Regions from separate parts of the Manis pentadactyla genome. Here region 2 is linked to region 1. Evidence: chromatin contacts called from public Hi-C data. All regions are on one chromosome and are shown on one strand. The core of a region is the stretch at or near the end of the contact, and the rest is flanking DNA. Distances in the headings are between cores, read along the strand shown. Region 1 holds the start of MAN2C1 (mannosidase alpha class 2C member 1). Region 2 holds the start of IMP3 (IMP U3 small nucleolar ribonucleoprotein 3).

Region 1 (3,675 bases), core at 805-3,304:
GGATTGATCATCTTGTGGATTTGATATCTGACGAATCCCTTGCTGCCTACCCTTCCTCTGTCCTCTGGTTCTCAACCTCAACAAGTTCAATTCAGTTGTCCTTTTTAGCTCCCGTGGAACTGTTTTGTACCTGCTTCTTAACTAGTCTACCCTAGTGCCATCCACCAGCTTTACTCTCTCTCTCACACACACACACACACACATTTTAACTTGGTTTTCCTTTTTTGTGTGTAAATAATGTACATACTGTCAATTTTTTATTAAAAGAAATATGCTTTGATGTGCTAGCATAACTGCTCTAGCTTCTTGTGTACCATAGTTCTATGTGGCTTCAGATTTAGGACCTATGAACAGATGTACAAGACATTTATTACACTTTTTACCAAAGGGAGTTACTGTTGTAGTACTTTTGTGTAAAACTTGTCTTCCCCCTTGCCCCAACATTTTTTTTGTAAATAAATAAAGCTTGGTTCTTAAGGAATAAATTCTCAACCCAAGTCCCTTGTCCTCACCAGAGAACTGTTGTGAAGCAGAGGTTTGGGCTTCAGCTCCTTATCCATTGTGCAAATAGGATTTTACTTTATGTAGCTAATAGTCAATCAGACTTGGCCCAAATGAAAATATTCCAAACTTTGAAAGTAGGAAACTTATTTTAGTACATGTTTTTTCTCCTTATTTAAACTGTTTGGAAATATTTCATATTTGGGTAAGTTGTCTGGCTATATAGTTTGTATTCTCTATTTTTTCTTAACCTTATAGGAAATTAAGGCAAACAAATACCAAACCAGTATTTGAAAGCAGTAATATACAAGGCATGTGGTATAATTGGGGTTGGGAGGGAGAAGATTTGATACATTTCATTAGCAACTATAAATAGAATATATATATATTTTTTTATATCGTAAACAGACTGGCAGACAGTTAAACAGGAGTGACTAGGTATTTATATGTAGTCATTCTGGGCTTTGAACAAAGACCATCTAAACCCTCCCAGTGTTCTGGTGGATTTTTCTCCAGCAACCATTACCCTAGTAATAGTTACAAAGTAACCAACAGTGTTTTATGTGGTTTTGCTTTTTAATTAAAAATCCCCAAAACCCACAAAATTTTCTGGCTTGTAGATTTTCGAAACACTGTAGACTTCTCCAATTTTAGACTGTTCTGTTGTCACGGACCGGAGACTGAGCCCAAAAGTGTATGTTGGCAAAATAGCCTTGTGGAAGATTTAGGGCAAAGCTGGGGGGCAGTCCCTGATTTGGAGGTGGAGTGATACATATTGGGGTTGGGGAAGATAATTCATGTCTTCCCAGCAATAACTCTCTGCTCAAGAAAGATCATGTTGACTTGGAATTATGGGGAAAATTGATGGGGCCTTACCAGGGCGGCCCCAGCTGTTGCTGTCCCTGCACAGGGTTATGTTCAGAGTACAGCTAGGGTAACAGGATGAAATTGGAGGTGTTTCTGGAATTAGGGCTTTCAGTCTCTGTGTGGTAAAATACATTCTTCCATTAGGATCTTGAATGTTTTGACTCTGATCTGCCATCTCAAATCAAAATATTTGCAGTTTCTGGTGATGGGCAACAGTTGCCCACCTACATATAATATGTAGTAGAGGAAACAGGTTACTACTGGGGTAGCAAACCCCTCTCAACTCTGTGACCACCCATCACCTTGAAAGCCCCTATCCCTGGCGCCCGTTCTTTATATGTTAAGAAGGCAGGTTTTTCAGATAACCAGAGCCACAGGTGAAACAGACTGGGGAGCAAGGGGGTTACCGCTTGCTTCTGAAGCTTGATGACAAGCGTGGCGGCAGCCGAGGCTTTCGCCTATCATGCCTAATGGTTCCCCGTCTCCTGAGACATTGGGAGAATCTGGGCATCAAACTTGCCATTATATTTAGGGATTTGCCCGGTGGCCTACTAGCTGGGAGAAGATACAGGGAAGCCGCCCCGGAAGCGCGGTTTTCAACTTCCAGTGTCCCAGCTCAGAAGTCCAGAGCGGCCGGGCTTCCGAGAGCTGCCGGTGTTCCCAGGAAAGCTCCCCGGGGCGGAAGGCGCCCTTGAAAGCCGGAACCTTTGGTTGCAGGCCCTGGGCCGCTGCGGCAGCTCCAGGAGCTTCCGGAGAACGGGGCGGGCGCGTGGCGATGGCGGCGGCGCCGGCCCTGAAGCACTGGCGCACTACCCTGGAGCGGGTGGAGAAATTCGTCTCGCCGCTCTACTTTACCGACTGTAACCTCCGCGGCAGGTGGGGTCCCCTCGCCCTGGGCGCCAGTCGGCCGCATCCGTGCTCCTCCGCCTTCCCTTCCGGAGGGAAACCGAGGCTTCGGCCACCAGGGCCGAAAGACAAAGTGCCCGGCGCGGACGGGGCAGGAACCCGGGAGGAAGGGGTCGAGGAGGGCTGTGCTGTGTGGGGCAGTGGATCGGGAGGACGCGCGTCTCCATCCGGCGGCTGGTCCACGGCGGAAAGGGGATGGCCTAGAGCGCGTGCCCACAGGCCCCTCTCTCCCAGGCTCTTCGGGGACAGCTGCCCGGTGGCCGCGCTCTCCAGCTTCCTGACGCCCGAGAGGCTCCCCTACCAAGAGGCAGTCCGGCAGGACTTCCGCCCCGCACACGTCGGCGACAGCTTCGGGCCCACGTGGGTAACACCCGGAGCAGGGCGGGACGGCGGGCGGAAGGGTAGGGTCCCTTCTTGGCCCGCTGACTTCTTAGGGCCACACCTCCGTTGCCAGACCTCTGCCCTAGACAGCCTCTTGCGGCGGAGCAGCACCCTCTGCTGGGAGCAGCTCCCTGGTCTCAGTACTCGTGGGGAAGTTTTCATTTTATCCTCCCAGTCCCTGGACACCCCTTAAGGGAGGGCACCCTAGGGAAGGGGCACAGACCCTTGATTCTGCTTCTTTCCCCCACCTTGCTTCACACCCTGTTGTTCTGTTCTTGTGGATCAAAGCAGAATATCATGTGACTGATACTGCAGATACTCGGAGAAAGTCTCAAGCCCCTGCTGACCCTGAAGCCAAGGAAGAATGTCGAGGATGACTTCCACCCCGGGCCCATCTCAGTGCCTCTCTTGCAGATGGTGGACCTGTTGGTTCCGGGTTGAGCTGACTATCCCAGAGGCATGGGTGGATCAGGAAGTTCATCTGCGCTGGGAAAGTGATGGAGAAGGTCTGGTGTGGCGTGATGGGGAACCTGTCCAGGTGAGGTGCCCTGCCTTAGGGACAGGTATGACCATATGTCAGCCTTGGTCTCTGGAGAAGCCACAGCTGAGTGGCTCTGCCTGCAGTGTGGCATCAGGATTTCAGGACTGGAGAAGTTGCTGCTTAGGCCCCTGTGTGTTGGTCCTTCTCATACTGGGAAATTGAATGGCGAGGTTCTGGGTCCAAACACAAATAGTGCTAAACCAACACTGCCTCTAACTGACCACCTCCCTATTTGGACTGAAAATAGTTTCTAATCAAGTACAAGAACACTAAGTATAGCAGATCCATTTATTAGGCCTCTAGTAGGTGCCAGGTGCCAGACTAGTGGCTTTGCAAACCATATTGTCTGCTTTTATGTAATATATGCTTTCAAACAGCTCTGGATAGTAAAAAGTAAAAATTTAGGTCTTCTTCCTCTGAAGTAATGGATCTCTCCCTACAACCCCATCCCAGTTCCCCAAATATAACAACTATTGTCT
Region 2 (3,859 bases), core at 475-2,974, 250 kb before region 1:
CCACTTACCTCACAATCCAATAGAAAAATAAACAAAAGACATGAAGATGCATTACATAGAGGAGGAAACACGTATGAAACCTTTATTTATAAGAGAAATGCAAATTAAAATCACAATGAAATACTATCACACACTCACCAGATTGGCAAACATCTTTAAAAAAAATGAACAAACAGCATTGGTGAGAATGAGGAGCAAAGGGAGTAATTCTCATGCACTGCCAGAGGAGTATAAATTGGCACAACCCCTTTGGAAAACAATTTAGCAATATCTAGTAAGGGTGAACATGCACATACTTTACAACTCAGCAATTCTGTTCCAAGAGGTATACCAGAAGCCACTGCTTAATCCAACAGGAGACCTATAAGAATGTCAGTAGCACTGCTAAAAATAGTTCCTTCCAAAAAATTCCAACAGGAAAAATGATTAATAACTTGGATAGAGCCAAATGATGGAATATTATGCAGTAATAAAAAAAAACTACAGCTACATATAATAAACCCCATATGGTGTGATCTTTTCTAAGCAACACTTCTCAAATGCCAGTGTATATACACATTACCTGGGGATCTTGTTAAATGCAGATTCTCTATCTGTAGGTCAGGAATGGAGCCTGAAATTCTGCATTTCCAACAAGCTCTCTGCTTTGAGTAAGGCTATACTTTGAGTTAGAAGGTTCTCAATATATTTAGGGATGCATGTTTAATGATAAAACTATTTTTCTTTTGAAACAAAAGGGAAAAGTAAATATAAAATTTAGGAGAGTAGGTACTTTACCTCTGACTGGAAGGCGGCTGGAATAGGTAGTTGAAATGTCCTTATGACGTTTTCATAAACTGCCTATTCAGTTCATAAGTATTCATTATACTTTATAATTAACATATGCTACTTACATTATTTTCCATATAGCAAGTATTATATTTAAAAAGACAATGAAATGTATACAGAAATAAAACAAAATGATCAGACAAGAAGCTAGGTGGCGTCAAAGGCCTGGGCAAATAGAGAGGCGAGAGCCCTGTATCACTGCACTCAGGTATAATTTATAGATACAACTAGCCGACACCACGTGAAATTTGTGAACTCAATACTCGATGACCAGAAATCCACCCTGTCAGGCTGATTCGTTTGAGCTCAGACTAAGGATCAGGACTTGCACTTGATATCCCAGTTTCTCGCACTTGCTGGGTTTTATGAATCACCTGGCGTTCTTGTTAGCAATACAGGTTTCAGGTGGCTCCCGTGTAGACCCCGAGTCCCTTTGAGTGAAGGAAGTGGCCCGGGAATCAGTATTTCATAGGTTCGGCGGCGCCCAGCCCCACTTGGCAGGGGGGAACCGTTCGCCCGCCTGGCGGAAGCCCTGCGCTGGCGAGCGGCGGGGACCCCCAGCTCGAGGCGGCTCCCCACGAAATGGGAGGCTCCCAACGGTCAGTCAACACAGTAAACCCAATCAAACCAGCGCGGCGGTCACCCCTCCTGCCCGGAACGGGCCTCTTTAGTTCCTGTCGGGGAGACTCTTCTGAGAGTCCTTGAAAGGCAGAAAAACGATGAACTAGAGGCATGATCAGACCAGGAAGGTATTGCAAAGTAAGGTCCGCGCAGACTTGCCTCGGGCCCCGCCCCTCGGGCCCCGCCCCCCTCAGGCGCCTCAGATGCTCCTCCCCTCGCGAATGTGAAGAGAAGAAACGCGAGATACAGATGTGAAGCGAAACCCCACTCTGACCAATGGAGATCGAGGGCGTGGCACTGGGCCTCTCTTTCATTGGCCCAGGGTTCCCCGGGCCCTCGGGCGCTGGGGCGGAAGTCTCCCCGGCTGGGAAAGGCGCCCTCAGCCTCCAGCCTTGAGGCACCCGGAGTCGCCATCATGGTGCGGAAGCTTAAGTTCCACGAGCAGAAGCTGCTGAAGCAGGTGGACTTCCTGAACTGGGAGGTCACCGACCACAATCTGCACGAGCTGCGCGTGTTGCGGCGTTATCGGCTGCAGCGGCGCGAGGACTACACGCGCTACAACCAGTTGAGCCGTGCCGTGCGTGAGCTGGCGCGGCGCCTGCGCGACCTGCCCGAGAGAGACCCGTTTCGTGTGCGCGCTTCGGCCGCGCTGCTGGACAAGCTGTATGCCCTCGGCCTGGTGCCCACGCGCGGCTCGCTGGAGCTTTGCGACTTCGTCACGGCCTCATCTTTCTGCCGCCGCCGCCTGCCCACCGTGCTCCTTAAACTGCGCATGGCGCAGCACCTCCAGGCCGCCGTGGCTTTCGTGGAGCAGGGCCACGTGCGCGTGGGCCCGGACGTGGTCACCGACCCCGCCTTCCTTGTCACGCGCAGCATGGAGGACTACGTCACCTGGGTTGACTCGTCCAAGATCAAGCGGCACGTGCTGGAGTACAACGAGGAGCGCGACGACTTCGACCTGGAGGCCTAGTGGGCGTTGCCCCCCACGGCTGCATTTTATAGACGGAAAGCCGAGACCTGATGCGTGGGATTCTCAGGGCGCTCTCCCCAGGAAAGGACTTGGCCCCTCGGCTGCAAGTCCACGCACAGAGCCGAAGGGTACGCCCCTGTCCCCCCCGAAATTTTCTTACCTCTTGGACTGTTGATAACTAAATGACTGCCTGAAGAGACAGTGGGAAGCGGTTTTGTTCTACACTGAGGAATTGTTAGGTTCTTTTGTGTTTGAAACATGGCAGTGTAGGGCGCGGACGTTGCGCCCCTGCCCTCCCCGCAGCTTTGCCTTTATTATTTTGTGGTGGGACGTTTGGTTCAGGTTATTTAACATGAATACTTGGCTCCTGTTCATGATTAAGCTGTGTACAGATGATGGAGAGTTAGGTCGCAAGTTTTCATGAAAATGGGTGAGACTTGAGTCTCAAGGGTCCCCCTCCCCCTCGTTTAAAGAAGTGTTTTCCAAATGCCAATAAATGGCCCAGCTGCTTTGGAAGTGCGAATTTTTGTATGTCTGGTTCTCTCACAGAAGGTCACATCTGGGCTCCTTGGCTCAGTAACCCAGAGGACTGGTCAGAGCGACCTGCCTGTGGGTGAGCCTGCAGCCCGACTGCATGTGGAGGTTACAGGATGTAGCACAGGCCTAGGCAAATTGATCAGTTTACCATTCCCTTCCTTGGAATGAGTGTTTTGGCAGAGCTCTTTCCCACAGAATTTCCTGTTGATATTCCAGCCCCAGGAAATACCGTATTAGAGGCTCAAATGTTTGCTTGCCTAAGGAAATAATCACCCTACAGCTCGGCCATCTAGTGGTTAGAAGTGACCCAGGAGGTTCCTGGAGACTTAAGATGTTTTTAGGAGCGGTAGAGAACTGGGAGGGAGAGTGGGGAAACTACCTCATTATAGCAAATACTTATACAAGAAGAATAAATAGACTGCCAAGACCAATGGATTGGCTTTTACATGTGTCTTCATTTGCTAAGGTGAAAGGCAGCATTTGCTGAAGAAACAGTGAAGGGAAGGTAACACTGGGAATGGTGGTAAATGCCACTACTGTATGTTGGGCATAGTTTTAAGTACATTATGTTTATTAGTCTATTTAATCCTCCCTACAATCCTACGAAGTGGGGAATCCAATTATTCTCTACTTTTCAGATGAGGGAATTGAGGCAGAAATGGATCACATTGCCCAAGATTGCCTTAAGTGGTGCTTAGCTCTTTCCTCCTTTCCCTCCTTGGGCCACAAAATAAATACAGGGAGCCAGACATGTTACAAGAAAAGAGCCTAATGGATTAAAAAATGTGTATACACAGTGCGTAGGAGGGCAAATTGGTACATAACAAACCTTAAAAGTATATATACCCTCTGACCTAGAAATGCCACTTTGAAGAATTTAGCATAAGTAAGTTATGGATATTT

What was found. A called contact is a pair of places that touch in the nucleus more often than the background predicts.
Region 2: a Hi-C map of blood shows a contact between it and region 1, with 3 times the contacts expected there. The contact joins the promoter of IMP3 here to the promoter of MAN2C1 in region 1. A contact is called at or near these places in 2 of 3 Hi-C or Micro-C datasets (blood and skin fibroblasts).

Annotation. Positions count from the first base shown.
Region 1 is chr11:122,277,100-122,280,774 of mManPen7.hap1, reverse strand. It overlaps MAN2C1 (mannosidase alpha class 2C member 1), which reads left to right and starts at 2,054. Exons shown (of 26, transcript XM_036907651.2): 1 at 2,054-2,244; 2 at 2,509-2,634; 3 at 3,070-3,193. The coding sequence starts at 2,144. It overlaps SIN3A (SIN3 transcription regulator family member A), which reads left to right. Exons shown (of 21, transcript XM_036907639.2): 21 at 1-293.
Region 2 is chr11:122,524,318-122,528,176 of mManPen7.hap1, reverse strand. IMP3 (IMP U3 small nucleolar ribonucleoprotein 3) reads left to right here and starts at 1,724. Exons shown (of 1, transcript XM_036907635.2): 1 at 1,724-2,942. The coding sequence starts at 1,865. The coding sequence ends at 2,419.